Linked DNA regions of Mus musculus: regions 1, 2, 3, 4, 5 and 6 are each linked to region 7. The links are chromatin contacts, called in public HiCAR-type, HiChIP or PLAC-seq, Micro-C and promoter capture Hi-C maps. All regions are on one chromosome and are shown on one strand. The core of a region is the stretch at or near the end of the contact, and the rest is flanking DNA. Distances in the headings are between cores, read along the strand shown. Region 1 holds the start of Ppig (peptidyl-prolyl isomerase G (cyclophilin G)). Region 2 overlaps Ubr3 (ubiquitin protein ligase E3 component n-recognin 3). Region 3 holds the start of Klhl23 (kelch-like 23). Region 4 holds the start of Cybrd1 (cytochrome b reductase 1). Region 5 holds the start of Phospho2 (phosphatase, orphan 2). Region 6 holds the start of Ssb (Sjogren syndrome antigen B). Region 7 holds the start of Gad1 (glutamate decarboxylase 1).

What was found. Promoter capture Hi-C pulls out the DNA fragments that hold promoters and counts their contacts. A called contact is a pair of places that touch in the nucleus more often than the background predicts. HiCAR-type assays count read pairs that join an accessible place to other places. HiChIP or PLAC-seq counts read pairs in DNA pulled down with a chosen protein or histone mark.
Region 1: a contact with region 7 is called in a HiCAR-type map of astrocytes, with 5 times the contacts expected there. The contact joins the promoter of Ppig here to the promoter of Gad1 in region 7. A contact is called at or near these places in 3 of 115 datasets of contacts at active chromatin or transcription factors (astrocytes, embryonic midbrain and forebrain).
Region 2: a contact with region 7 is called in an H3K27ac HiChIP or PLAC-seq map of embryonic stem cells, with 7 times the contacts expected there. The contact joins the enhancer-like site here to the promoter of Gad1 in region 7. A contact is called at or near these places in 1 of 39 promoter capture datasets (hippocampal neurons), 4 of 115 datasets of contacts at active chromatin or transcription factors (embryonic basal ganglia, embryonic forebrain and embryonic stem cells) and 1 of 9 other capture datasets (embryonic stem cells).
Region 3: a HiCAR-type map of astrocytes shows a contact between it and region 7, with 4 times the contacts expected there. The contact joins the promoter of Klhl23 here to the promoter of Gad1 in region 7. A contact is called at or near these places in 1 of 39 promoter capture datasets (liver), 2 of 484 Hi-C or Micro-C datasets (both in embryonic stem cells) and 3 of 115 datasets of contacts at active chromatin or transcription factors (astrocytes, embryonic forebrain and embryonic midbrain).
Region 4: a contact with region 7 is called in a Micro-C map of embryonic stem cells, with 3 times the contacts expected there. The contact joins the promoter of Cybrd1 here to the promoter of Gad1 in region 7. A contact is called at or near these places in 1 of 39 promoter capture datasets (liver) and 3 of 484 Hi-C or Micro-C datasets (all in embryonic stem cells).
Region 5: a HiCAR-type map of astrocytes shows a contact between it and region 7, with 4 times the contacts expected there. The contact joins the promoter of Phospho2 here to the promoter of Gad1 in region 7. A contact is called at or near these places in 1 of 39 promoter capture datasets (embryonic stem cells) and 2 of 115 datasets of contacts at active chromatin or transcription factors (astrocytes and embryonic hindbrain).
Region 6: a contact with region 7 is called in a promoter capture Hi-C map of embryonic stem cells, with 4 times the contacts expected there. The contact joins the promoter of Ssb here to the promoter of Gad1 in region 7. A contact is called at or near these places in 2 of 39 promoter capture datasets (embryonic stem cells and hippocampal neurons), 9 of 115 datasets of contacts at active chromatin or transcription factors (VIP interneurons, astrocytes, embryonic basal ganglia and 5 more) and 1 of 9 other capture datasets (embryonic stem cells).

What each region holds. Positions count from the first base shown.
Region 1 is chr2:69,721,360-69,725,469 of GRCm38.p6, forward strand. Ppig (peptidyl-prolyl isomerase G (cyclophilin G)) reads left to right here and starts at 1,729. Exons shown (of 14, transcript NM_001081086.1): 1 at 1,729-2,004.
Region 2 is chr2:69,910,857-69,915,081 of GRCm38.p6, forward strand. It overlaps Ubr3 (ubiquitin protein ligase E3 component n-recognin 3), which reads left to right. Exons shown (of 39, transcript NM_177783.6): 2 at 3,558-3,697. Among named protein-coding and RNA genes, the nearest start is that of Ubr3, 16 kb to the left of the region's middle. Within about 2 kb of position 2,120, at least 11 of the 459 cell types and tissues checked have an H3K27ac peak or open chromatin away from gene starts, as enhancers often do. A contact at or near this core is called in embryonic stem cells, where this site is marked.
Region 3 is chr2:69,820,523-69,824,727 of GRCm38.p6, forward strand. It overlaps Klhl23 (kelch-like 23), which reads left to right and starts at 1,848. Exons shown (of 4, transcript NM_177784.4): 1 at 1,848-2,120; 2 at 3,265-4,205. The coding sequence starts at 3,266.
Region 4 is chr2:71,116,220-71,120,457 of GRCm38.p6, forward strand. Cybrd1 (cytochrome b reductase 1) reads left to right here and starts at 1,835. Exons shown (of 4, transcript NM_028593.2): 1 at 1,835-2,093. The coding sequence starts at 1,901. It also overlaps a transcript of Dcaf17 not described here.
Region 5 is chr2:69,787,559-69,791,394 of GRCm38.p6, forward strand. Phospho2 (phosphatase, orphan 2) reads left to right here and starts at 2,179. Exons shown (of 4, transcript NM_028521.2): 1 at 2,179-2,398; 2 at 2,728-2,763. It overlaps Ccdc173 (coiled-coil domain containing 173), which reads right to left and starts at 1,928. Exons shown (of 9, transcript NM_001077684.1): 1 at 1,857-1,928. The coding sequence starts at 1,905.
Region 6 is chr2:69,859,741-69,863,538 of GRCm38.p6, forward strand. Ssb (Sjogren syndrome antigen B) reads left to right here and starts at 1,822. Exons shown (of 12, transcript NM_001110145.1): 1 at 1,822-1,972; 2 at 3,484-3,575. The coding sequence starts at 3,510.
Region 7 is chr2:70,560,814-70,564,974 of GRCm38.p6, forward strand. It overlaps Gad1 (glutamate decarboxylase 1), which reads left to right and starts at 1,316. Exons shown (of 17, transcript NM_008077.5): 1 at 1,316-1,519; 2 at 2,955-3,097. The coding sequence starts at 3,019. Gad1os (glutamate decarboxylase 1, opposite strand) reads right to left here and starts at 2,544. Exons shown (of 3, transcript NR_040496.1): 1 at 2,446-2,544.

The DNA.
Region 1 (4,110 bases), core at 479-2,978, 840 kb before region 7:
GTATTCAAATGCATGTGCATTGCCGTCAGAGAGGACACTGTGTGGCCTTGTCTATTGTTCTCTATCTAATCATTTTGAGTCAAGTTTTCTCCCCAAATCTGGGATGTTCTCAGCTAGGCTGGAAGCCAGAGAGTCTTGGGACCTATCTCTATTCACTTTTTTTGAGCTGGGATTACAGGTTTGCACACGAAGCCTCTCTTATTATGTGGGTGTACGGATCTGAATTCTGGGCCTCGCAGTTGCACAGCAAGAGCTCCAATTTGCTATGTCTCCAGCCCGAGTTCCTGAAACTTGCTTGTGAGTTTTGGGAGTTTCATCCTGATTTCCCTCCAGGAGGAAACATTTCTGTCCAGATGAAATAACTGTACAACACTCTGCCTTACTTCAATCTTCTAAATTCTGTGTAGGTCTCTGTAGCCTCAATCTTAGAGATCCGACTACCTCTGCCTCCTAAGTGCTGGGATCAAAGATGTCCACCGCCACTGTGTGGCATCCTAGATTTAATTTTTACAATGGAATTCCTTTTTGTTTGTTTCTGGCTTTAAAAGATCGATTTCTCTCACAAATTAAGATCTTAGGTGAATGAGCCCGATAGGAGGCATTTCTGCTCCATGTAGTTATTCTGGGATCTAAATTCCTTCCATTATGTTATTCTAATGCCTGCCAGTTCCTTGTTTGTGGATGATTAGAATATATTGGCAAATGAAGAAAATAAGAGGCAATGTCTTAAAGCCTAGAGCAGCATGCCACTTTGTCTCAAATTTCATCCTCGAAAATTAAATCACATGGCCAAGGGCTGGCGAGATGGCTCAGCCATTAGGAGCACTTGTGGCTCTTGAAGGAAGACCCATATTGAGTGTCTCGTAATGCTTTTAACTCCAGTTTGGGGACGGGGAGGATCTGACACCCTGTTCTGACCTCTGCAAGCAGTTATAGATATACAGTGCATATACACACAGGCACAAATACAACCATATTAAAATAGGACCAGGCATTTGGGATAAGAGGCAGAGGCAGGGTAATCTCTTAAAGAGTTTGATGTCAGCCTGATCTACGTAGAGAGCTCCAAGGCAGCCAAGGTATATAGTAAGACCCGGTCTCAATAAAATGTTAATCCCCGACTACTGGGATTAAAGGCATGCGCTACCACGTCCCGAAAGTAGCTCATCTTTGTTACTAGCTTTTGAGCGTTTGCTGAAGGTTCCTTGGAGGCAGAACGTCTCTCTAAATACCTCGACAGAGGATGTCACTGTTTATAAAGTGATGCGCATCATTTCGGGAGCGCTGTGACATTCTGACGGATCCACACCGATCCAATCAACTCTCAGAAACCATCAAGCGACCCGTCGGGAACGTATTTTAAAAGGCAGAAGAGACCCTACAAGCTCAAGGAGAAGATGCTGACGTCAGCCCGGGAACGCCGGGAGTCGCCGGCACCCATCCCTGACGTACTTCCGGCGCGACACCTTCCCTCCACGCCTGGCCTGGGCTGTGGGGGAGGGAGGCGGTTAGTGGGCTTTAGCGCCTTTCCTGACGGCGGTAGATTTGAAGCGCTTTCCAGGACCGGGCCGGGAGACGAGAAGCCCGCGGCGGGGCAGGTGAGGGATGCGAGAGCGTCTGTCGGCGCGGCGGCGTCTTCTGCGGGCCTTGGGGACGAGAGCGGGAAGGGCTCAGGGCGAGGGGCGGAGCCGCGGCGGGCCTCTGGGCCGAGGTAACCGTCTTTCCGTCGAGGTCTCTGGGCTGCTCGGGCTCGGAGGGGTGGCCCCGGGGACCGCGGCGCGGCCTGGGGCCCCGTGGTGGCCCGGCGGCTTGCAGCCGAGCCCCGGGGCGAAGGAAGCGGCTCTTCCTCTCCAGCCCCCGCCCTCCCGGCTCGGGCGCACACCTCCTCCCTGACGCATTTTGCCGCACAAGCTGTAATATGGCGGCAGCGACGGCAGCCTCGGCTCCCGGGAGCTAGGTTCGTTTTGGAGGCTTCAGAACCGGGAGACGGAGCGCTGCGGCGTGGTAGGTGGGACCTCTGGTTAGGGAAGGGGGAGGCGCAGCGCGAGGGCCTGTCAGGTTAGGGTTAGGGAGGGACGGGCGCAGAGCCAGGATCCCCGGGAATAAAATCGACCGCGGGCTCCGGTCCTCCCGACCTTTTCCTCCCGTAGGACAGCGGCTGGCGTGCATGCCTCAGTGACACAGGCCCTTGGTGTTAGGGACACTCCTAAAACTCAAATGCGAGATGTTAACCTCAGGGCCTTAGAAGTTTTCTCATGTTCCTGAGCGACTGGAAGCGGCCGGGCCTTTGGGGGAGGAGGATTCTGTTGAGGAGAAGATGGTTTCTGAACCCCGTTCGCCTTTAGGAGAAACGAACTGATTTTTTCCGTGTTTCCTCTTGATGTCGAACAAAGTCAACCGTAGCGGGCATCCGTTGTCTAATTGTTTTGGAAAACCTTATGGAAGCACCACCCTGTGCACTCAGTTTGATTTCTTAGCACGAATACATTACTTGCGCTAAGTAAAGATTAAGTAAAGACTCTCTTTGTTTGTTTGTTTTTGATCACCAGAACATTTAAGAAATAATACAGTGTTTTGAAAATTTGGAAGGTCCATATTAACTTTCAGAAGCTAAATCCAGAAAGGATAAGATTTGTGTTAGTGTCATTCCCATTGTATAAAGAATATGATGACTAGTAATTGCTATTTTGTAACAGATACTGGACAGTTCGAGGAAACCTTTTTTATAAGTTTTAAAAGATAGCCATAAGAGGAACTGCACAGATACTTAGAAAGGCTGCTTCTAACTTACCTAAAAGTGTAACTCCTGATTTGGTGTCACAATGTCTATAATCCCGGGCTGAAGAGAAAGGGTCACCAATCAAGGCCAGCCTGAACAACTTGATGAGACAAACAAAAACACCTTAGGGACCCCACTCTTTAATTTTAATAATGTGGAGTGTTATTAGTCATGTAATAGTTTACATTTCTCTCTGTTTAAAAGAAGCTAGTTGCTTAACAGTTTCTTTAAGCTTTATTAAATTGATTGGGTTGTTCTGCTCACTCCCTAAGTAGGTTGGTGTGTGTGTATGTATGTGTGTGTGTGTGTGTATATATATATATCAAAAATTGTATTTTTTATTTCTGTAGGCCAAAATTTGGACCTTGAGATGTGCAGGCAGTACTTCAAATATTCAGAGAAGACTGCTATAATTGGACCTTTGACTTTTACTGACAAGGCGCATTTTTTGCTTTGTTTGAGGTCTTTGGCATTTTTAGGGCAAGCACCACTGAGCTGTATTCCTAACCATTGGTCTCCACATTTGTTTGTGTGCATAGATTCAAGACTTCACAACTGAGGGCAAGTGCTAGATCACTGGACCACAAACTAACTCCTAAGTTTTCAGAATACCTGTTAGGTGGTGTTTTTCTACCAGCTCATTTTTTGCATACCAGTAGTTTGTGTATATCAAAAACATTAAAGAAAATGGTTCTATTTGGAAGAGCATAGGTGACTTTTCCTGACAACTCAAAATGTTAGCTTGTTTTACTTAATTCATCAGCAGTGTATACATTTGTAAATGTATGCAAATGTTACTAATTAGTTAATTTTCATTTCTTATTTGATCCATGTGCATACTTTAAGAGTGAGCTGATGAAGCTGGTTTGAATGTTAAAATGCTTCCCAAGCAGGAAATATTTTTAAAAGGTGGGATATATTTTTGCCCAGTTCTGGAGGTCTCAGTCCTGTTGGCCTGTTCCTTTGGATCCTGTGGCAAGGCATTACATGGTGGGGGACACACAGTAGAGCAAAATGCCTTCTTGTGGAGTCCAGGAAACAGAGGATGGAGGGAGGGGGCTGTCCCAATACTGCCTTCAAGGACTCACCTCCAGTGAGTCAACTTCATTCCATTAGTCCCCATCTCCTAAAAGATCCTCCATCTCCTGGTAGTGCCAAAGACTGGCTACCAAACCTTTAACATACTGCCTTTGGGGGACAATTAATGTCTAAACATCAAGAAAGTGTCTTTTAGACCTGACAAGGGAAGATGAATACAAAACAAATCTTCCAAGACTTGCTTAATGACAAACATCAATTGACATGCCAGTATGGATTAAGAAAATTTCAGA
Region 2 (4,225 bases), core at 870-3,369, 650 kb before region 7:
TTATTTATTATTATATATGAGTACACTGTAGCTGTCTTCAGACACACCAGAAGAGGGCATCAGATCTCATTGCAAATGGTTGTGAGCCACTATGTGGTTTCTGGGATTTGAACTCAGGACCTTTGGAAGAGCAGTCAGTGCTCTTAACCGCTGAGCCATCTCTCTAGCCCAGACATTTTCTTTATCATATACTAGTCTAAATGTAACAATCACTTAATCATTTAAATTTCATGCTGAAAGTTGAGAGGAAGGAGTTAATTAGGAATGTTTGAGAAATTGACGCCGTTAGGAACTGCAGTAATGAGCCCCAGGGCAGGAAGCAGGGTTGCCAAGGTTTGTGGGGGAAGTTAGGTAGGTGGCACCTGATTTGTGTGGACTTTCCTCTTTTGTCTAGCAATGACTTATCTATTATCAATTAGGGTTTGCTCTAAGCTATAAACAATATTTTGATCAGAGTTTCAAGCTCTGCAATTTCCTATTATATACAGACATCCCCATTCCTTTTTTGAAATTTCCAAACATTTATGTAGCGAGTATAGTGTATAGGAAGGATGAAAGGAAAAAAAAAAGCCATTGTCAGGAATTGTAGTGATGATAGAGAGATGGGTCGGTGGTTAAGAGCACTGACTGTTCTTCCAGAGGTTTTGAGTTCAATTCCCAACAACCACGTGGTAGTTCACAACCATCTGTAATGAGATCCAATGCCCTCTTCTGGTGTCTCTGAAGAGAGACACAGTGTACTAACATACATAAAATAAATAAATAAATCATAAAAATAAAAAGAATTGTAGTTATAAGATTCTGTGAATAAACGCTGATAAATATTTTGTGAACAGTAGGAAAAGCTGTAAGAGAGGATCTCTATTTCTGAAACTATTATTATATTGTCATAATTTTATTTTTAATAACTACTCAGTTGCTCATTCTCTAATTTACTGTAAAGTGAAAGAGAGTTAAATTTCTACAAACGGAGACTGTAACACTGCAAATTGTATTACTCCTTTTTTTCTTATTGAGAAAATAGGAGATGGTGGATTGCCTGTGTTAAAGGTGTATATGCATTTAGATATATGTGTCTATATGGATTTCTTCCTTCCTTACTTTGGTGCTGGGAATCTAACCAGAGTCCTATATAAACCGAGCATGTTTTCTGAGCTATACCTCAAATTTGCAGGAATAGTGAGTTGGGATTTTAATGTAAGTTATAAATTCCTGGGTTAGTAAATCTTGTGTTTTTTTGTTGTCACCCACTTTATTTTATTTATTTATTTTTAAGATTTATTTATTATATGTAAGTACACTGTAGCTGTCTTCAGACACACCAGAAGAGGGCATCAGATCTCTTTACGGATGGTTGTGAGCTACCACGTGGTTGCTGGGATTTGAACTCAGGACCTTCAGAAGAGCAGTCGGTGCTCTTAACCGCTGAGCCATTTCTCCAGCCTATCACCTACTTTATATACAAAGGAGAGAATTTGTAAAATGCCTGTGTGCAGTATATAAGTTTCTGGGGGCATATATGGTGGTGTGCACCTGTAATACCAGCAATGGGAGGTGGCGGTAGAAAGATTAGGAGTTCAAAGGCATCCTCAGCTACTTTAGGAACTTTTGAAGCTGTTCTAGGTCATGAGATCTTGCCTAGAAATCCCCATGACAAGACCCCTTCCAAAGGAAATAGAACAAACCCCTGCAGTGTGGGTATTCATGGATCACTGTCCTCCTTAGAAAATACCACAAAATATCTTACACCTTAATTCTAATTTAAAATTAACTCAAGCTAATGAAGTTATAAAACCTGAAAGTAAGTAAAAATTTTAGAACGTTTGAAGAACTTAGGAGAGGATGGAGAGAGGGCTCGGGTTCGGGGTGCTTGCTGCTTCTCCAGAAGGCCTATGTTGGTTCCTAGTGCATACATCTTATGGCTCTGGTCTAACCTCCTGTTACTCCAACTGCAGAGGCCCTGAAACCAGGCCTCCTCAGCCCCAACTCCCCAATGTGGGCTACGAATACACATAAATAAAAAATGACACCTTTTAACAAACACTCTGTAGGAGGTTAAAGGGTTATAGATGAAGATTAGAAAGGTTAGAGAAGAGCCTTTGTAACTAAGCTCTGGAGTAAGCCAAGTGAACTGAGTCAAAGGTTAGGACACAGCTAAAACACACAGGAAGATTTAGGTAGCCCTTTGGCTAGTATCAATTGTAAACATGTTTTTTTTTCCCCCTTCTGTTTTACCATTGACAAGTGAATGTGTGGGGTAATTTCTTCCTAATACGGATTTTCCTGATCAGTTTTTATGTTCTTTTCTTTTTTTTTTCCCTCCCCTCCCCTCCCCTCCCCTCCCCTCCCCTCCCCTCCCCTCCCCTCCCCTCCCCTCCCCTCCCGTTTCCTTTCTTCTCTCTCTCCTCCAGCCCTCTCCCCCCTTTTGTTTTGAGACTCATTGTGTTTCCCAGGCTGGCCTGGAACTTGGCTATGTGAACCAGGCTCCCCTCAAAATTCAGAGACCTGCTTTGGCCTCTGTGAGCACCTGTACTCTTGTAAAAACCCCCGCCTCCCACTCTCAATACTACAAATCTTATAAATTGTTTAACCATATTGAGTTGTGTTTATTATATACTAAACCCATAGATTTTACATACCCGCATCCTGGACTCCGTTGTAGTCTGTTGATGTTATTAAATTACCATATATTGTGTTTATGGATTAGCTTATTCTCATTAATCATTTCTTCTAAGAGTTGCTATCATTTTATGCATAGCTCTTCCACTTGATAGAATGAATTTTGATTGATTCCAGTGAAATTAAATTTAAAGAATTAAAATTTTTGTGTTTTAAGAAATAAAATAATTTTTCCTCTTAAAAGTGCACTTTTGCTGTATTCAGATTTTTAATGATTTTTAGCTAAGATGGCTTTTGTACTCTTCCTATTAAGTTTATTTTTAGACATTTTAATGTATTTAATTAGTAATTTTTTATTTGGTAGCAAAGTAACTTATGTGACTTTTGGATTGTGAATATTGCAATGTCTTTGTTGTTCAGATGTACCAGTTATTTTTAAAAGTAATATGTAGTGAAGATTAGCAAGAATATATATACTTAAATATATAAACTTTATAAAATAAGTTTCAATTATTTATATCATTGATTAGTTTATTGAGGTAGGAATGGAAAATATAAATGCTTTAGATTACTATCAAGTTGTACTTACAGGTTTATAAAGGACAGAAATAATAAAATAACACTTGAAAGTAATATATTGCAGTCAAACATGTCAATCCTATGGTGATTTTCTTTTAGTGTTCTGTTTGGGACATGGCTAGTATGGCCTTTTCTTAGGAAAAGTCTCTCTGAGTACCATTTTTAATTTAAAGGCCTACTAAAGTTATATTTTTTAACTTCGTGCTTTAAAATCATAAAGAAGGATTATATTGGTTTTGGTATTTGCTTGTATTTTCCGTTTTAGTATTGTAAATGGAAGCAATACACTCTTGCCTGATTAGACATTGTTGTTTTTCCTTCCCCTTTTCTTAGTTTTCTTTTTTATTTTCCTATTACAGGTTTTGTAGAAGACATCAGATTAAATCAAGTTCAAATATTCCCTGTGTCCCCAAAGACTTACTGATGATGTCTGAATTTGTTCTTCCAAGATTCATTTTTTGTCTTATTCAGTACTTAAGAGAAGGCTATAATGAACCAGGTATGTTTTAATATGTTCGTTGTAATACTCTTAAATAATCAGATCACAGACTTTTAGCATTAATAATAAAGAAAAAAATGTGAAGACATCACTTAAAATTTTATAATTTTGACTGTGTATACGAGTATGTGGTCTGTATGTGTTTGTATGTGTCTGTATGTGTTTGTATGTGTCTGTATGTAGGTGCCCAGGGAGGCCAGAGGTATGAGATACCCTGGAACTTGAATGACAGGCAGCTGTGAGCCTTCAGATATAGGTGCTGAGACTTGAACTCAGATCTTCTGTAAGAGCAGTGCATGCTTCCAACCACTGAACCATCTTTCCAGCCCAAGATACTTCTTGTTTTTAGCATAAAATATTAAAGATAGCATATAAAATTATGGGCTTCCTGATGCTGTTTTTATACATTACATCTTTTTCTAATTTTTGCCCTTTCTGCACTACACTCTGCTGGTAGGATGCTCCTTTGCTTAACGTTTGTAAAGTAATGCCCATGCAGTTCAGAAAAATGAACGATGCAGGTGACTT
Region 3 (4,205 bases), core at 598-3,097, 740 kb before region 7:
GACTGGCTTGTCAGTAAGCCCTGGGGATCCATTTTTTTTTCTGCATTCTGAGTGTGGGATTACAAGCACATGTCACCCTGCTTTTTATGTGCATTGTGGGAGCTCAACTCATGTCCTCATGTTTGTGAGGTAAGCACCTTAGCCATTGGTCTTTATCCCTAGCCTCAGGAAACATGTTTTTAAGCAGAACTAGGAATCACTATAAGCAAATATTTTGTTTTGCGACAGGGCCTTACCATTTTCAGTGGGGCAGTCTCAAACTCGGGATCTTCCTGCCTCAGCCTACTCTGCTAAGATTAGAGGATTGTGACAGCACCAACAGCTTGGAAGCAAAAGTTCTAATTGGTTCCTATAATAATCTGAAAAAAGTCTGCACAAATGACAATACAGTGAACCTCTCTATCAAGAGTCATTGATCATATACTGTTATACGTATGTTTCTACCCCATATACATATATATTATGCATATATTGATCATATTTTTGAGATTCTATAAGTTAGTATAGAGCCTACAATATATATTTTCTTACGACTTCTTTCTGTATGTTGGAGAGGTGGTTCAGAGGCTCAGAGCACTTGTTGCAATTGCAAAGGACCAGGATTTGGGCCCCAGAATTTACATAGCAGCTTACAGTCATTGTGACTCTGGTTCTAGGGGATCCAATGGTATCGCTCTTCTGGTCTCTGCAGGCTCTTCACACATTACAGACACACATGTTGCAAGCGCGATTTCGATCACACACACATGCACACAATACATTTTAAAAATTATTTCTGTGTGTGTGTGCTTGTGTGTGTGTGTGTGTGTGTGTGTGTGCGCACGCGTGTGTGTCTAGTAGTTTGCTCTAGGCTGTATGTTAAGTGGCAAGTGGCAGAGTAAACTTTAGCCCCCCAATCGAAGACTCTTTTGCTTTCTTGCTGTGGTATTAAATTGTTGACCAGACTCTAAGATATAAACCATATCATGTTTTTGTTTGTTTTGTTTTTGTTGGTTGTTTGTTTGTTTTAGGTTGTTTTCTAAGAATCACTTGGTGCTCTTGGACAGAATGAAGATTTCTGAAATCTGGGGTGAGGGTTGTGAAGTTCTACACAACACTCCCCCGGGATCAACACTAAGATGTGGAATTAAATTAAACCCACTCAAAGAAGAACAAGCATGTTACTTGTTCAGAGCTTGCTTGGCAAGAAGGCCAATCACCATCACTCGTCCTTCCCAGAGGCTCAAAGCAGGGACATGAGAAGCGTGGATAAAAATAGAAGAAAAAGAAGAGGAAAAAGCAAGGGGGAGGGGAGAGTAGTAGCCTCCACCTCTGCTACCCCAGATATCTGATTGGAGGCTATTGGCTGGGAAAGCCGGGGGTGGGCTACAAACAGAGTGATCGTTTTTTGGCATATTTATACTTCCCTGGTTGGTCCTGAAGAGGAAGTGGGGGTAGAAACCCAAGTTGGCTTCCTGGTTGTTCTGGTGCAATTTCAACACAGGTTGTGGCTTGGCTTTCGGCGCTTAGGAGTTTCAGCGTTCTCCCATCATGTAAGGTATGGCCATTACGTATCTGTCTACTTACTCTTTTCTTTTCAACACTACTTTAAGAACAACCTTAGCTCTCCGGTCCTGGTTTGCCGCGACCTCCTTCCAGTAAGCTCCCTGACAGCCATGGACCATCTTTCAAACCTAATTACCTTTTCCCGGACTTTATGAGGTGCTCGGAAGTTATTCAAAATCTTGCGGCTAAAAACATTTGATACTAGCTTTTGTTGCAATAAGAAAGTGGACTTTCTGGTGTGGCACAATGGACATCACCAGAAGGCTGGAGCTTGCCCCTTTTAGCTGCTTGTGTTCTACAACAGTAACTCGAGAATCTTAGGTGCCTGGATTCAGCCTTGACCTAGGCTACCCCCACTTTCCCTGGAAGCTTCCAGGTTAACTCCTAGTGTGCTTAAGCAGCCCCAAAGCTCCTTCCTGCGCGCTCTGCTGGAGGCAGCATGGAGTTTATGGGAAAGCAGCTACTTGTGGCATTTGAAGGCAGCCCTAATAGAAGACCGTAGTTTCGCCTTCTTCTCTCGGCACTTTCTCTCTCCCCGCACGCCAAGGGCCAGGGCCGGCAAGAGGACAGAGAAGGTAAGGGTACACACTCCCCTCCGGCGTTGGCTGGGGACTCCGGCTTTCTCCTAGCAGGCAGTGCGATGGGCGTGCGCGCGCGAGAGGAGCGGGGCTGACCGTGGACGCGGCCCACCTGCTGCGGGAGCCCACGCTGCGGCGCCCGGGCTGCGGGGGGCTGCGGGCGGAGGCGGGAAGCCGCGGGCCACCGAAGCCGGAGCGGCTCGTGGGCTGGAGCTGCGCTAGCAGGCGGCCTCCGCCGCGCCCCGCCGCGCGCTACCAAAGATGGTCAGAGGGTCGGGAGGCGCCCCCGCCCCCGCCCCCGCCGGCCGCTAGTCCGGAGTCTGCGTTCCGCGCCGCCAGCGAGGTAGGTCGGAGCCCGGCGGCCCGGGGCCGGCCAGAGAGGCGAACGGGCAGCGCGGGAGACGAGGCCCCGCCACCCCCAGCCCACGCGCGCCGGGGCGCAGACAATGGCCGTGCGGTGCGGGCCCAGTGGCGAGGGCGGGCGCGTGGGTGCCGCGGGGCCGTCCACACCTGCGCACCCGGCCGGGCAGAGGCCGCGGGCATCGGCCAACGGCGGCGCGCGACGCCCGGGAGCCGAACCCCCGCGCCGGGCCCCGGGGCGGGGCGCTCTCCCGGCGGGAACGCCGGCCGGGCCCAGGCGCTAGCGCGGGCTGCAGAAGCTAGCTCGGGCCCGGCCGCTCTTGTGCTGTCAGCAAGCTGCAGAGCGCAGGGATCCCTTTTCTGAGATTCTCTCCATCTTGGTGGCATCTCAGTGTGAATTGAAATCGAGGGGGGAGGGGGAGAACCAACAACGGCGAATTGGGGCCGGGCTGCGGCGGGGTGACCCCCTCGGACACTTGGCCTGGGGACTCTCAGGAACTGCCAGACTGGGACAGTGCAGATACTGGGTGGCTGGGGGTAGTAAGCTAGGATCTCTCAACAAATGGATAACTGGAAAAAAAAAATCCTCATTTAGTTAATCTGATTTTAAATAGACCATCGTATAAATAGTTCAGCGCATTTTGCATATGGTGTTTGGGCATCTGATTTTAGTCTAGTTTTGGAATATGCCTGATGCCATCCATGTCTGGTGATCGGAATTTTTAACATTAATTATTAGAGTTAATACACAAAGCTGAAAACGTGTTTGTATTTTTTGCAGCATGGCTCTAAAAGGACAAGAAGATTACATTTTTCATTTCAAGGATTCGTCGCATCCAGTGGATTTTCTGGATGCATTCAGAACGTTTTACATGGATGGACTATTTACTGATATTACCCTTCAGTGTCCTTCAGGCATAATCTTCCATTGTCACCGAGCTGTTTTAGCTGCCTGCAGCAATTATTTTAAGGCAATGTTCACAGCTGACATGAAAGAAAAATTTAAAAGTAAAATAAAACTGTCGGGCATCCACCATGATATTTTGGAAGGCCTTGTAAATTATGCATATACTTCTCAAATTGAAATTACTAAGAGAAATGTACAGAGCCTTCTTGAAGCAGCGGATCTGCTGCAGTTTCTTTCTGTAAAGAAGGCGTGTGAGCAGTTTCTGGTCAGGCACCTGGACATTGATAACTGTATCGGGATGCACTCTTTTGCAGAATTCCATGTGTGCTCAGAACTAGAGAAGGAATCCCGCAGGATCCTCTGCTCCAGGTTTAAGGAAGTTTGGCAGCAAGAAGAATTTCTGGAAATCAGCCTTGAAAAGTTTCTCTTTATCTTGTCCAGAAAGAATCTGAGTGTCTGGAAGGAAGAGGCTATCTTAGAGCCGGTCATTAAGTGGACTGCTCACGATGTAGAGAATCGAATCGAATGCATCTACAACCTGCTAAGCTATATCAACATAGACATAGACCCAGTGTACTTAAAGACGGCTCTAGGCCTTCAAAGAAGCTGCCTGCTAACTGAAAATAAGATACGTTCCCTAATATACAATGCCTTGAATCCCATGCATAAAGAGATTTCCCAGAGGTCCACAGCCACCATGTATATCATTGGAGGCTACTACTGGCATCCTTTATCAGAGGTCCACATATGGGACCCTTTGACAAATGTTTGGATTCAGGGAGCAGAAATACCAGATTATACCAGGGAGAGTTACG
Region 4 (4,238 bases), core at 585-3,084, 560 kb after region 7:
TTTTAAGGGCTGGAGAGTTGGCTCAGCTGTTAAGCGCACTGGCTACCTTTCCAGAAAACCAGGGTTCAGTTCCCAGCACCCACATGGTAGGTGGTTCACAGCTTTAGTCTGTAACTACAGTCTCAGGGCATCCACTGCCCTCTTCTGGCCTCTGTGGGCATTGCATGCATATGGTACACAGACATGGAGGCAAAACTCTCATAGTTATAAAATAAATAAAACTTCAAAATGTTGTTTATAGTTTCTTATTCTAAAATTAATTTTAAACATCTATTTGGTGCGGTGGTGATAGTGGTGTGTGGGGGGGGGGGGGGCGCGCACAGCACAGCACAAATGTAGAGGTCAGAGGACAACTTGTAGGTTTTCTTTTGTACCTGTCAGTTCTTTGGACTACGCTCAGGTTATCACACTTAGTGACAAGTGCCTTTACCTACTGAACTAGCCCTCAAAACCTATAATTGGAAAAACCATTCCTTGATGAGCAGGCACATATGCACATGTGTGTGCTCACGTGTGCACATGCGCACACACAGGTGTGCACACACAGAGACACACTCGCGCGAGCTTTGCGCGCGCGCGCGCGCGCACACACACACACACACACACACACACACACACACACACACACACTACCTTTCCTGTGTTTTGTAAGGTCTCTAAGGGCTAGAGGGAGCATTCCCAAATGCACTTTGGAAGCCGAGGCATCCAGCACCCTTTTCCTCTGATAGTGATGCTCAATGTCTCACCTAGAAGGGCAAGGATAACGGAAAAGGACAGGAAGCCAGTGTCTCTTCATCAAGTTAAGTCACTCAGGGAGGTTTAAGGTCTAGGCTCACATTGGTTTGAGCAGGCAGACATCTTTAAACTCATTTTAGCACACTCCAGGCAAGTCCAGGGCTGTGACTGCCTGTCTTCCCTGGCGCAACTGCAAGTTGCAGGTGGCTTATATTCTGTTATTTCTGTCTTTTCCAGCTGTTATTGTTACTATTTTTGATATCGGATAGCATGTACCTCAGGCTGGCTTCACACTCTCCATGTAACTGGGGATGATATTAAACATCTGATCCTCCTGCCTCTACTTTTCCCATGGTAAAATTATAAGGGGTGTGTCACTTCTAAGGACTGTTCTAAGGACTGTGCCCAGGTCTTTGTGCGCGCTAGGCAAACCTAAGTAAGACCAATTTAGCTGCGCTTTCAGCCTTCTCTTTCTCTCTTCTCTGTTTTGATGTTGAGGCAGGCTTTCTATAGCGGTCTGGTCTGGAACTCTCTATGTAGCTTAGAGTGGTTTTACACTTGTGGCTATCCTCCCGCCTCAGCTTTCTGAATGTTGGGGTCACAGGTGAGCTCCACTACACTCTCATCCCTACAGGTGCTTCCTTACACGGTAAGGCCAAGTCCACTGCTGCCCTCAGCAGCAGACCCTCTGGGGGGTCAGGAAGCCTGGATAACTACAACCGCAGGCTTCACCACTTTCAGTGAATCTGTCTCTGGTGACAAAGAGTGTGTACCACCGCCCTCCACAAGAATAAGGAAACAAGGCGCATAGAGTTGAAGCAAAGTGGTAGGCTTGAGCTCCTGGGCGCTGTCTTGGTGAGGAACTGACTCACACTCAAGGAGGTTGGATGCTTCTTCAGGTGGTGGCCACCACGGCAGCCAGAGCTCACGGTGCAGCCGCGTGATCGGGGGTGGAGGATGGGGGATAAGGGGTGGGACCGTCTGGAGCTTGGGCCCGCGGCACCCCCGGGAGGCCCCACAGCCTGTTACCCTAAGAAAGCCCCTCCCCACGGGCGGAGACGGCGCCGAGAAGTCGCCGCCCCGGCCCCACCGCCGGGCCAGTACCCCGAGGCCACGGCCGCAACACCAAGTTCTCCAGCAGGCTGTCGTGGAGCATGGGGTGCTGATGGCCATGGAGGGCTACCGGGGCTTCCTGGGGCTGCTGGTGTCCGCGCTGCTCGTGGGCTTCCTGTCGGTGATCTTCGTGCTCATCTGGGTCCTGCACTTCCGAGAGGGGCTTGGCTGGAACGGCAGCGGGCTCGAGTTTAACTGGCACCCGGTGCTCGCGGTGACCGGCTTCGTCTTCATCCAGGGCATCGGTACTGGGATCCTCGAGGGGGTTGGTGGGGTCACTGCGCGATGGGACCCGGGACGCCGTCGTGGATTCCAAGGAATTCATGAAACTAGGGAAAGTTACTCAGGTGGGCAGGGCCTGCGCAGTCAGGGACGCGAAACCCCAGCTTCGGTGAGGCTGGCCTTTGAACTTGCTTCAGGTCTCCTAGGCGGGGAGCTCAAGTCTCCGCGCAGCATCGTCAGTTGGTGCCTCTCCATCCTTTCCCCTGTCCTGTTCTTTCCTCCGGAGTTCTGGGCACCTCCATCAGTCACCGGCTGCTGCCTGGCTGCGCTCCATTTGTTGATGTGGCGAAAGTTCCTTGGCGGAGTTTTGTGGTCTTGAATCTGACAGGGAGATGAAAGCTGAGAGTGGCCCCAAGGGACCGCTGGACGCCCGGGATCCATCTATCTCTCTCTCTCTCTCTCTCTCTCTCTCTCTCTCTCTCTCTCTCTCTCTCCCCCTGCAATTCTACTCTTCATCTTCACTGTCTTCTTCAGCTAATGGGGCACCGCACGTTTCACTTTTCCAAAAAGGCGGTGACAGCGAGAATGCATTCAGAAAAGCCAAGCTGTTGTGCTGGGCTTGCTTAGCACAAACTGTTTGAGAGGCTCGGAACAGGTTCTAGCAGCCTGGCTTCTGAACAGGCCTCCTCTTCTTCACCAATACTAAAAGTCCCACAAATGAGCAAACAGAAGCACTGGCTTCGTTCCTAAAGAAAAATGTGTGTGTGTGTGTGTGTGTGTGTGTGTGTGTGTGTTGCACCCCCCGCCCTCCCCCCCCAACCCCGCGCATGCTTTAAACCGGTGCTACGGCCTCCAGCAAGAGTGGTCAGCCTTCTTCCATGGGAATCTGGAGAAGGTAATACTAATGCTGAGCTACTGTGGTGTGAGGTAGGCATCCAAGCCATTTCGCTGCAGAGTTCCCAGCTATTTGGCCACTACCCTAAAATGAGAAAAACATATCCAGGTTCTAAAGTTCCAACCACCAGAAGCACTCTTTCCATCACGGTGGAGCGCTTTCGTTTGGCCAGAGTTGTTAATATCCTCTGTTTAATTAAATAGTCCCAAACACCTCTTCGTGGCTTCCAGCCACCCAGAACAGCTCCGGACGCCGTGAGACCCTTTAGATGTTTGGACGGAGTGCTGTAGTTGAGGGTGAGGGAAACACAGATGACAGCGGGTTACCTGTCAGGCGGGTTAACCCAACAGAAGACATTCACAAAAGTACAAACATTCCTGAGCATCTTCTGTGTCTTCACTGGATGCATTATATGAGTGTGAGCCGACGCAGAGGCGCTAACCCATGGACATAGAAATTCTTCTAAGCGCCTTATTCTCAACAATTCCCCCTCCCCCCAGTGCTCTTCGCTTTTATGGCAATATGCTCACTTTCTGAAACATGGACTTTACAGCAAGCCAAAATATCATCTAAAATATACTTTGAGACTCTCCATTCATATTGGAACGCATTTCACTCTTTTCCTAAAGATTTCTACTTTCTCTAAACTTTGCACTTAATCTGTTTACTTACCTTGGTGCAAAAACACGTATACGGGTGTACTGGAATTTTCATCTGCTGCTCTTAGACAAGGCTTGTTTCTTCTAAGCTCAGTACGTCTGTTTGTGCTAATGTTCCACTGCTTGGCTGGTCAACATTTACAATCCTGGTTACAAGGATTCTCGATTTGCAACATGGTTGCAACACGTTTTAATCACATAAAGTGGTTAATGAACATAAACTAGCTTTTTCATACATGTAGCCGCATGCAGAGTTCTTATTAGTTCTTCCATACCTTGGTCCACAAATACTCCTCATCCCATCAGTGAGAAGGCAGCATTGATTGGAAGGAACAAACACAGATCCTCTTCTGTTTAGAACCATCTTAGATGCTCAGCAAATCCATCCGAAGTTGCAAGTTGAGGCTGCATTTGCTACACCTGACTCGTGGCTTAGCAACTGTATACCATAGAGTGTTACTGTTTATAACCTTGAGATTGAGTGCCTAGCTCATTGCCACTGCCCAGGTCAAAATCAGATTAGATAGATCAAAACTTAAAGTACACTCAAGGGATTTCAAGCCAAAGTAAAGTTAGAAAAAATATTGAGCCATCCTAAACCCTCCAAAGACATA
Region 5 (3,836 bases), core at 929-3,428, 770 kb before region 7:
AATCTTTGGTGATTTCCTTCATTTGTAAACTTGGGCAAGACATTGAACTTTGTGGGATCTTGGTGGAAAAACTCCTGATCAAGAGAGTGAGGTCTACGGCCTGGGTGGAGATCAAACATGCTGGTGGGGTTGGGATTCAATCACGTTTTCTCAGGGTCCATCCTAGAACTCCTCGAGTCATGCTAATGAGATAGGCAGAATTAGCTCTTTTATAAGACCCATTTCATTAAATTTGATAAGTATATGCCTCCAAAGCCATCATTACAGTTCAGATAACGGCCACAGGACACCAACAGTCCCCACACCCATTTACTGCTTGCCATCCCTCCTTAGGCTCTACTAGGCCACCACTCATCTACTACTTTTATTATAGATTTTACTCAAAAGAATTACTTTGAGATTCATTCATGTTGTCATATACGTGATTTTATTGCTTTATGCTCTTTCCCAGAATCCCTGCCCCAATGCAGAACCTTATGGGGCACAGCCATGTAACATGTTAACATGTTAACATGTAACATGTTAAGTCTCTTCACTCTTCTGAACTGATCAGAGGAGTGTATTCTCCTTTTCTTCTCTCTCCTTAGCATGCTTTCCTTAACACTGTGAGCTTTCCCCAGCGTTTCAGACTGCACGCTTCCTCTAAAGCAGCAGTTTCTCAGTCTGTGCATCTCAGCACCTTTGGGGGTCGAATGAGGGTCGCCTAAGACCACTGGGAAACACAGATATTTAATAATAATAATTTAAGCATAATTCATACAATTATAATCATGAAGTAGCACAGAAAATAATTTTATGGTGCGGGTCGCCACAACATAAGGAACTGTATGTAATAAAGGGTCACAGCACTAGGGAGATTGAGAACCACTGTTCGAAAGCATCTCTCCTCAATACACAGCAGTTTTTCCAAGTGGAGCAATTCAGAAAGAGGCTGAGAGAAGCCAGTTTGAATCAGTCAGCTTGCAGAGGAGTTTGGGCCAGAACACCTGTGTTGAACCATCGAGGCCAGAGTTCAGAAAGAACTAGAAAGGGTGAGCTTATTCAGCAGTAAGCCTCCAAGACAACAGTTACATCTGGTGAATAAAAATTACTTTTACAATGTCCTTGTGTATGAATCAAATTTCCTAATGTTCCCACTGACCAGATTGTGTCTATCCTAGGGTGCAGGGTGGGGGTAGGGTGCTATTGCTACAGAACTCAAGCAAAACGTGAAGATAGTTCAAATTTCCAAGAATCTATTAGTTACCATGACAACAATTAAACTTGTGGAAAGACTTTGTTTTTAGAAGTCCTACTTGCTCACATCTTTGAAAAAAAATCAAATCTTAGGTCACTTTAATTGGTCACTTTAATTACCTCATTATCATTTTTTTTTTTTTTTTTACATTATCAAAGCATTTGACTAGGGGAGAATTTTAACTTTAGCGTGGAAAGAACTGAGGTTTTTCCGTGAGCTTTAGAAAAGATTACTCAGCAGGTCTGCAACATTATAAAGATTTTGATAGGTCAATAACATTTCCAAACGGCATTCCAAAATTTATTCAACGAATTACAAAGCTTAAGTGCCCCGAGTGTCTGACGAGTTACAGCTGGGGTAAGGCTCTAACTGCTGCCTTTTCTACCCCTATTCTACTCCTAGTCTATTCTTTCTACTGCTACGCTCCCCTAGTCCTCTTTCCTTTTTCCACTCATTCACCTGAAGGCCAACCTGCCTAACTTCCAAGGATGCTTGCTGGGACTGCTTTCGACTTGGTTAAAGCCCATTTCAAAAGGCAACCGAAGCCCTCACTTTGTCACCCTATGCTGGGGTTCTAGAAACAACAACCCCAGCTCCGGCACGGGCCAAGGCAGCTCACCTTGGCTTTCCTTCGCCTGCCCGGAGCGCCGTCCAAAGCGCACCTGCATCTTTAACAAAGCTGATCCCGCGAGTCCAGAGCAGGTGATACTACTTCCAAGCTGAAGTCAGCTACTGAGCGATAACTAAACCATTTGGTTGTTTAGCAACCACGCCGGAAGTGACGTCAGTCTCCAATCCAGGAACCAGGAAGGAGCCCTGTCCGCGGCTGAACCGAGGCCCGAAGCCCGGGTGTGCGCGTGCGCAGTGCAGAGCAGTGGGCGAGCCGGCGCTAGCAGTTCACCGGCTGCGTAAGGCACGAGAACCAACCGGCCGACGCTGGTGCTGATGCTGGCGGCCCGCTGCGACCCAGGCCTGGGTCAGTGAGGAGCCCTCGGTCCCGCTCGGCCGCTGCCGCTTTTCTCACTCGCTGCGCTAGTTTGGAACCGGCCGGTGTGCGAGTCGAGGCCCAGGCTGGGTGCGAGCTTCTACTCTGCGCCCCGCTGGCTGAGGTGAAGGACAGCCCTTTGACCACCGAGCCACAAGGATTAAAGGACAGAAAAGGTGTTTTTAAATGATTTGATTTATGAGGCATAGTCAGGACTATATGAGACCCTGTCAGTTGTTACGTAGGACTATTAAAACTTGAATGTTGTCCCCAGAACATTCGCGTTGATACCTTTAACATACATTAAACTGCTTGGTAAATAACTTGTAATTAGTGTACTTCGGGAACCAGTCAGTCTCTAATGACACAAAAAGTGGACTGGCACTTGATCTCAGCAGAGGCTCTCCTGACATATCGCTGTACAGCTGATTTCATTACTAAATTAAAGGAAGTGCGACTTTCAATAATGAACGTTCTAATGCATAGTTGTGCTATCTCTCCTCAGGTTTTCTATCAGAGATGTTCCACTGTAATAATGCTGGTAAGTATGGAAGGATTAATAAAAATTTCTGGAGACGGAACTTTTGTGTACTTGTGCTAAGCGAGTTGAAAGCTCCGCAGGGCTGGAAAGGTCAGGGATTGAACTGTCTTTGTAGGCCAACAGCCGCTTGCATAGTTTGTGAGGGAGCACGACGCCTAGCGAGAGATCGGTGAATTACACAGTGCTAGCTGCATCCCCAGCAAATTGTACCTTTCTCTTCCTAAGGCCCTCTTCCCACAAGATAACGCAGAGTGAGCAGGAAGTTCCTTCACGGGACAGAAACTCTGAGCTGAGGGACCTCACCACAAGGGACAACACAGGTGCCCTTTAACCTGTTCACTCTAGAGTTATCCTTGAAGCAACTGGGGCAGAGTATATAACTTAGAAGGCAGAAGCTGTGTAGACCACGTCTCTCAGTGAAAATTATCAGGAGTTTTACCAAATTAGTTACAAGTATTGAACCTCATAAAATATCTCAGTAACGTTCTCATATGGTCTTATATTTCAAATAGGGTCTCATATTTGACTTGAAACTCCCGATTGCAAGTGCCTTTTCCATACAAGTTGGTCTAGAACTAGTTTTTTTTTTTTGGGGGGGGGGTTGGGTTTTTTTTTTGTTGTTGTTGTTTTTTTTTTTTTTTTTTTTTTGTCTCGAAGCTCTTTTGCACCCTAATTGGAAACAGAATTTAAATGACTATTGAGATATTTTAAAAACAAAATCAGAAACAAACAAACAAAAACCCACAAATGACAATTAAACCACTCATTAAGATCTGGCCACTGTCCATAAACCATTTTATGCGTGCTATACTTAGTTATGTGTATGTTTGTATATGTGTTTGTGTGAGAGTAAGTGCACATGATTGAAGGTGCCCAAAGAGACTAGGGCTGTCAGACCCCCCTGGAGCTTCAGTTACAAGTAGTGATAAGCCACCAAAACTTGGATCTTCTACAAAAACAGTCAATGTTCTTAACTGCTCAGCTGCCTCTCCAGCCCCTTATTTATTTACTTCTTTGGGGTGTATGTGTGTGTGTACTCGAATGTAACAGCCATGGCATCTAGAGACATTAAG
Region 6 (3,798 bases), core at 572-3,071, 700 kb before region 7:
TTTGCTAATGGTACCTTTTATTATATTCTCATGAGAATGGTAGAAGGAAATAAGATTTTTTATATTATTTAATATAATTTATACAACATTACATTAATATTTGCAGTATTTGGAGAAAATGGTTATGTGAAACACCTTTTGCTTCTGAGCACCGTGCTTGTGAATTTCACAAACACCAGTAAATGAAAATCAGTTTGTTTTTATCACTATATATTATTTAACTTTTTAATTATTTGGTGGTACACATATAGTCGATTCTAATTTTTCTTTTAATCACATAACTTACTATTATGAACATTTAAGTTATCTAAGTGCTTATTTATTTATTTTATGTGTGTGTCCTGGGAGTATGTATGTGCACTGTAAGCGTGCAGGACCCAACAAAGATGAGAAGAGAGTGTTAGAGTCCCTGGAAATGGATTTATAGTAGGTTGGGAGCATTTACACACATGGTATTTTTCCACTGTCTATCCATGCAGGCAAAACACCCGTACATAAACTTAAATCTTTAAAAAAGGAAAATTTAGCATTTATGTCTCACAGTAAGTAGAAACTTGAAAATTTTTTTATTGAATGTAATTAATCTAAAGTTAAAACTACCTGAGGATAATACTAGTAAATTCTTTTTTCTTTGGCCAAAATGGCATGTATAGTTAACCTATAAATGCATTTCTTCTTCTTCTTCTTCTTCTTCTTCTTCTTCTTCTTCTTCTTCTTCTTCAAATTTTAGAGTTTATCTGTTTGGGAACTTCCAAAATGCTCTGAGATTATGAAGTTATTTTGTGAAAGTAATTTTTATATTCCAGGAACACTGAAGGAAAAAGATGATGTCATAAGGAAATTGCACCTCTAAAACGTTAAAATTGTTATGTAAAAAGTGGCAGTCCTGACTTAAGTGTGAAGTCTCTCAAACTATTCTAAATGTACTTCTTTCCTAGCAAGAGACTTTTTTGTTTTGGTTTGGTTTTTGGTTTTTAGAGACAGGGTTTCTCTGTGCAGTCTTGGCTGTCCTGGAACTCACTTTGTAGACCAGGCTGGCCTCGAACTCAGAAATCCGCCTGCCTCTGCCTCCCAAGTGCTGGGAGCAAGAGACTTTTAAAAAGATTTGTTTGTAATCCCAGCACTAGGGTGGCTGGAGGCAGAAGCATAGTTTGGGATCAGCTTGGGTTACTCATTGAGTCAGACTCCAACATCAAAACAAGCAAAGATAGACAGCAGCAGCAAGAGGGGGAGCAGTAAGAGCCTGGTGATGTAGGTGAAGTCCCAGCACTTTGTACTGAAGCAGGAGTTCGAATCATTGGCCAGTTTGTGCTTCAGAGAGCTAGCCTGTCGGAAACCAAGCAACTGTATGGTTTTTTAATTTTTTTCCAAAACCACAACACCATGCAAGTCAAATACATTGCAAAAGGCCAAGCGTGCTGGCGCACCCCTTTAATAATGCCAGCACTCCCGGAAGAGGTAGGCGAGTGTCTCAGCAGAGGCAGGAGGAGTTTGAGGGTCAGCCTGGTCTACAGAGCAGCGCGAGTTCCTGGATAGCCAGGACTACGCACGGAAACGCTGTCTCAAAAAAAAAAAAAGGAAAAAAGAGACAAAGGGGGAAAAAAAGAAAAACCAAGCGCTACAGAAGAAAGAAGGGAAGGCTCGAACATACTGCCCAGAAACACATTAAAAACAAAGATCTCCACAAAAACACTTCCTGTCAGCCCCTAACATTCTGCTGAGCAATTTAACAATTTCTCGGGCGGGAGGGCGGGACTCCTCCTCCGAGGATTGTGGGAGGCTGCGGTAACGGCGCGTGCGTGGAAAGCAGAGCCGGGCCACTGCGTCCGCGGCCACGCCCACCTGTCCGCAAGGGCTGCCGGGAAAGCCCCCATCTTTAAGCGCGTTTGGCTGGCCCGCCGGCGCTCGGAAGTCCAGGCGCTTCTGTCGTTGTTCTTGAAGCTGTGGTGACCGTGGGATCCGAATCTTTGAGGTGAGCTTCTTGGAAACTGAGGAGAAGGTACGAAGGGCTGTGCTATGCGCAGGCCTCACCTTCCTCTCCGCGCCGCCGCGTGGGCCGCGCGGCCCGTGGCCGTGTGCTGGACCGCGGCCCGAGGGGGCGCGGGCCTCGGCGAGGCCACGGAGCGGGCCCCGGCCAGAGATGCGGGCGCCTGGGGCTTTCCACGTGGCAGGGATCCCGGCGGGCCGGTGTGGGAGGATGCGGCTCTCGCGGGGCCTTTAGGCAGAGGCTCGCCGCATCCTCACGGCGTCCTTTCGGTTTGTTCCTTGCACCCCTTTCCTGACTGGCCAGAGGCGGATGTTTCGGACCATTTAAGTCTTTAGGGTGGTCGGTGCGGGTTAAACGCGACAGGGTTCTGTGGGGACTGACTGGAGGCCGAAGAAGTGGGGGCCGCTATTGGGTTCCCAGCGTCGCTATCTTTTTTTTTTTTTTTTTTTCCTTCAAAGAACTGCCATTGCCATTCTGTCTTCAGTGTGAAACAGTCCCTAAATTGGGTAGGCCGCAGAAGTCTTGCAGGGGCTAACTAGGTCGTTATTGACCTGTGTCTCTGTAGTAATGAGAAGTGAGATTGTTGGTAGTGGGAGACAAACCAGCGCCTGTAACAGTAAATTCTGAAGTGGGACGTGTACTTCGTAGATTTCCCATTACAGGACCAGTGTATCGCCAGCAGTCTCCAGCATTTTGAGCAATGTCTCAAGAAATATACCAACAGTAACTCATAACTATATTCAGCTGCTGCAGATAAACTCTTCAAGAGCTGGTATACTTCCGTACAATATGGTAGGGTGGTTTAGTAAGGCGCTGAAAGCCAGTAAGACAGAAGATCCGGTTTGTGATTTCTAGCAAACCAGTATCACAGTCCCTCTTTATTCTAGGATTGTTGTCAGACCGTGAAACAGGAAAGTGGCTATAGAGTTAACCAGTGTAGTAGTGTTTTAGGCACATCCTTACCTTCCAGCGTCCCTAGTTTAAAATTTTTTGTATCTGTGCTCACAAGGTCCCATTTTTCTTGTATTCTCCTATATAGTGTCTAACACCGTAACTTTCATATCTGAACTCTATTTTCATTTTTACCAGTAATAAGTTTTGGTAAGTCAGCTGTGACTAATTTGAAAAGAAACGCAAATAATTGGCATTGAGGGCTATAGGAATATACTGCTGGCAGACTATAATACTGATATTTTTAAAGCTAGAAATGATTCAGGGGTAGTTAAGTGGACATTTTCTGCTTTTTTGTTTTTATCGCTGAACTTTGCTTTACCAACTACATGAAGAGTTTGGTTACAAAGTAGGATTTACTGGGAGGAGGGGTTGTTGATCTGAGTTTTCCATCCATAATCCAAGGTGTTGCTTTGTTGAGATGTATGAGAATTCATAGGGAAACCTGTAAGGTTAGGAATTCTTGAAATTAAAAAAAAAGTGGCATACTTTTTACTCATTCTCTTGTATTGACTATTATATAAAAATAATAACCTTCCTACCAGTGTGAGAAACTTTACAGATAGCCACAATGGCTGAAAATGGAGATAATGAAAAAATGACTGCTTTGGAGGCCAAAATCTGTCATCAAATTGAGGTATGATTCTTGTGTTGTTAAATTGTAACTTAAGATGAAAACAGAACATCTAATAGCGATATGTGGGCTTTTCAAACAACTGGCTTAGCTTTGATTCTTGGAGTTAATATGAATGTATTCATATTAGGGCAAAGTTAGAAGTCTCAAGAATTACAGACATTCCAAAGGTAACACTGTAGACTGGTGTTTATTTTTGAGACACAGAGTTCCCAAGTCTGTAAAA
Region 7 (4,161 bases), core at 66-2,565:
TACTATTTGTTTTTGATGTTTCCGTTGAGTGGTGATGAAAGTCGCTAAGATGGTCACAAAAAAAGAGACAGGCCTGGGATAAACCATCGAAGACCCAGAGGTGCACATGAATAAACCGGTCTGCTGCTCCACAATATGAGGGAAATCTCTATGAAAACGAGTAAAGCGATCATAGAGTACTCCCCATCACTCAGACAGGCCCAAAAATCCAGTTTGTTTTGCCCCTAAAGGATGAGAAACGGAGGGAGAGGAAAAAGAAAGCCAGGAGGTAGCGGCGAGAAGGCTAGAAGAGGCCGGCCGTTACAGAGCCTTTCGGGCATCTCCAGGTGTTGTCTAGGGCGCACCAGGGAAAAGGCCGCCAGCACGGGGTCTCTGTGTGTTTGGCGCCCTCTGGTGGAAATTTTTTCCAATACCGCCTTTTTATGGTGGGGGACTTCACCCCGCTCAGTAATGTGCTTAAATATTGCCAAGAGAGAATCATTGAACAGCGTGAAACTGAAAAGAAGCGAGGAGAGCGGGCCAAGACACGGAGTGCCGTCCTGGCTTCCCGGAGCCACCCTCCATGCTCTGCTGCCCCAGGCGTGTGGAGCGGCACTCGTGCGTGTTATTAACCTTCAGACATGATCAATTACGAAGATTTCTTTTACCCCTCTCCAGGGAGAGGGCTCAGAGAAAGGGAAATAGACCCCTTGCCTCTTGTGGTGCCAGGTAGCTGTGTTCGAACGAGGTAGTGTGGAGATGGACTGGAAGAAGAAACGGGAGTGCAGAAACTCCAGGGTCTGTCTGGGTGGTCCCCTCATCTCCGCTTTGCCTGTACAGCCATACTGGCTCAGTAGAGCGCTCCCTAGGACACCACCCAGAGAAAACCTTCTGGAATCGCCAATCCAGGACAACCACAGGAGATTGATCAAGGCAAAGCAAATATTCTAGTCTTCTCCAAGATACGGGATGGAGGGCTAGGAAGAGGGGAAGGAAGAATCACCCAGTGAGACAAAATTCTTCGTAGGAATTATATTTTCCCTTGCCCTCACCCAACATCGCCTATCTCAAAAATAATTTAAAAACAAAAAACAAACAAACAAACAAAAAACAGAGCGTGCTGAGTGCATTCTGGATTACTCATAGGACTTTGTCACACACACCCTCCTTTCTGGTCGCAAACCCGTGAGCTGGATTTATAATCGCCCTACAAAGCTCCAGAGGCAGTCAGACACCTGCAAAGGAGCCCCAGCGCTCCGCGGACGAGCTGCCCCCGCGAGCAACGGCCTCGTGATTCCCCCCGCCGAGCGGGTCCCCGCCTCCCCACTCCGCCCCCGCCTCCCCCAAGCCCAGCGGCCGCCTCTCCGGATCTCTCCCTTCTTCAGGCTCTCCCGTGCCGGACCAGGGATCGTGCAAGCAAGGAAGCAGCCCTGGGGTGACACCCAGCACGTACTCCTGTGACAGAGCCGAGCCCAGCCCAGCCCCGGGACGCTTCGCAGAGGAGTCGCGGGAGGGTCCAGCTCGCTGTCGCTGAACCGAGGTGGGTAAATACCGGATCGCCCGGACTTGCCAGAGCCCCGCCTCGGTTATTCAACCCGGTGCCCTCAGCCTGCGGCTTCTTGTCCAGCCCTTTGCCTCACCCCACCAGCACGCGCCTGTCGCCCACCTTCCACAGCCGAGTGCTTCCCGCCAGTCCTGTCGCAGCTGTGGTTTGGCGCACCCATCCCCTACCCTCCTCGCTCTTGAAACCCTTATCAATTTCATTCGGGAGGACACATAAGGGCTGAAGTGACCCCAGAGCCATTTTTTGCCTGCGCTTGGGGGATCGGAGCTCACGGCTGTCGGATACGCGCCTGGGTAGCAGCGGCAGAAGGTGCGAGGAGCGATAACCTGTTACTTCCCCAGCACCCGCGTCCCACCGCCGCCCGCGGAGCTGCGAGAGCGCGCGGAGGTTGCGGGGGGGGGGGGGGACAGATGCTCGGCCCGAGGGACGACACGCAAAAGGCGGCTGGTGGGCTGCGCTCTGCGGGGTCTTAGATTTACCCAGATTACCGTTCTCCTCCCTCTCCTCTCATTCTTTCGCCCGCTCCTTCTCCCCATCTCTTCCTCTTCTCTCGCCCTCTCTCCCTCACTCTGTCCACGAACAAACACCAAATAGGGGAACCGCGCACTCTTCTATCCGAGGTCTCTTGCGCCCTAGGCGCAAATTCGCCACCGGGTGACGGTCTCCTTTTTACCCTCTGCCACCTTCTCTGGCTCAGTGAAACGAACTCTGGGGACTAGGTAGAGTAGAAACAGTGAATCTGGGACGGAGCCTCGCTCTAGGGTTGAGAAAGCTAGAAACGAGGTGGGACAAGAAACTGATCAGCAAGGCTTCGACACGCTGCCTTTTGGCTGTCTGGAGTGCAAGGTGACTGATTCTTAGCGGGTCAAGTCCTGAGGGGCGGAGGACCTATTTCTTCTCACCTTGTCTCACCAAAGTCCCTGTCCCCGGCGCTGTGAGCCTCCTTCTTTCCAAGGAATTGGCCAGACACAACAACGGGAGCCAGACACCGAACCAGACGTGCCCGCCCCGCACGCCCTCCCCCCTCCTCTTCTGCCCGTTCACCAGGCTGCTGGGAGCCCAATGGGGCTTGTCTCGGCTGGGCTGGAATTTGCTCGATGAGTGCTCCCTAGTGCTCCTGGCCCTATCCTCACCCCATCCCTCGCGTCCTGCACCCGCCTCCGGCGCCCCTTAGCTGTGAGCCTCACTCGGAGCACCCCGTTGCGCCTCTAGACTTGAGAGTCGCCCGGGGCTACTGTGCTTGCGCCCCAGTCCCAGAGCTAGCGAGCGCCTCCCCACCCCCTCCCACCGACCGCGCACCAGGACCCAGCCAGCTCGCTGCCCTTGGTCTCCCTTCTGTCTCCGAGACTTCGGTGCCCCGGGCCGCAGGACCTAGAAGCTCTCCCGGCACAGCTCTCCCTTCTGTTTGCAGCCTGTTCCTGCGCCCAGTCTGCGGGGGACCCTTGAACCGTAGAGACCCCAAGACCACCGAGCTGATGGCATCTTCCACTCCTTCGCCTGCAACCTCCTCGAACGCGGGAGCGGATCCTAATACTACCAACCTGCGCCCTACAAGTAGGTCCTGCCCCAGTTTCCTATTAAATGGACTGCAGCGAGGGTGGGGGCGCTGGCACTGCGGGAGGCTGCGCTGTCGGAACGCGAAAGGAGAGCGTAGAAATGATGGAGGCTGAGAAACAAATGGGGCCCTATTCCAGGTTCCTGCTTAGAGGTCATTTGGCTGCCAGGGACGCGAGGTTACTCCCAGGGCACCGAAGAGCAGCGAGGACTTCACAAGGGCCGGGCAAGAAAGATCTTTGGGGTCTAAGGGGCAGAGACGTTCAAGGAGCTGTGTTGTGTTTTTGTGTCTGGCGGGACAACAGGGGTCAGAACAGAGGGGTAGTGTGAGGAACCCGGAGTCTCAGCGAGAACAGTTTCCTAGCTCTAGGTTTGAGATGAAACCTGACCTCCTCCTCTCCTTTCCTCCACCCCCCCCCGCCCCCAGCGCTGTACTCACAGTCCATAATCAGGGGAAATTTCGACGTTAATTGCAGCTTTTAGAAAACTCTGGGTCCCTAATTGCTCCAAATTTGCGTCTAGCTATTGACGAGTGAGGGCGAAGCCAGGGGCGTAAAAGGTGCACAAAACTGCCTGAGATTCAATTAATTACATCTTAGAGACAAAAAAAAAAGGCGAGGGAGGGGCATTTAAGCATCATCCAGAGTGACGGGGGGGGGGGCACCTTGGCAGCTAACTAGGAGGAGATGTGGCTTGGCAAGCCAGGAGGCAGAAGCACCCCTGTGCTTTTTTCTAGAGACCTGTCAGCAGGTGACAAGTCTTGGGGAGAATAGAGAAACCAGATAAAAGGGCATTTATGCTTCCCCATCCGATCTGTCTCTAATTCAGCCTGACTTTCTAACTCCACATAGAGGACTGGAGTCGTGGGATTTATCTTTTTTCCATGTTGGGGTTAAGTCTTTCACCACCCCTCTCCCAAAATTCTATCAGCTCCAGACAGCTCTGCGCCCCCTACCACCAGAATCTCTACAGAAGAGGAGCTGCGGGAGATCTGTGTGGTTGAGAGTGCTTTATTGTTGGCGTCTTTATGGCACTTATTGTAAGCCCCGTGAAAACAACAGTTC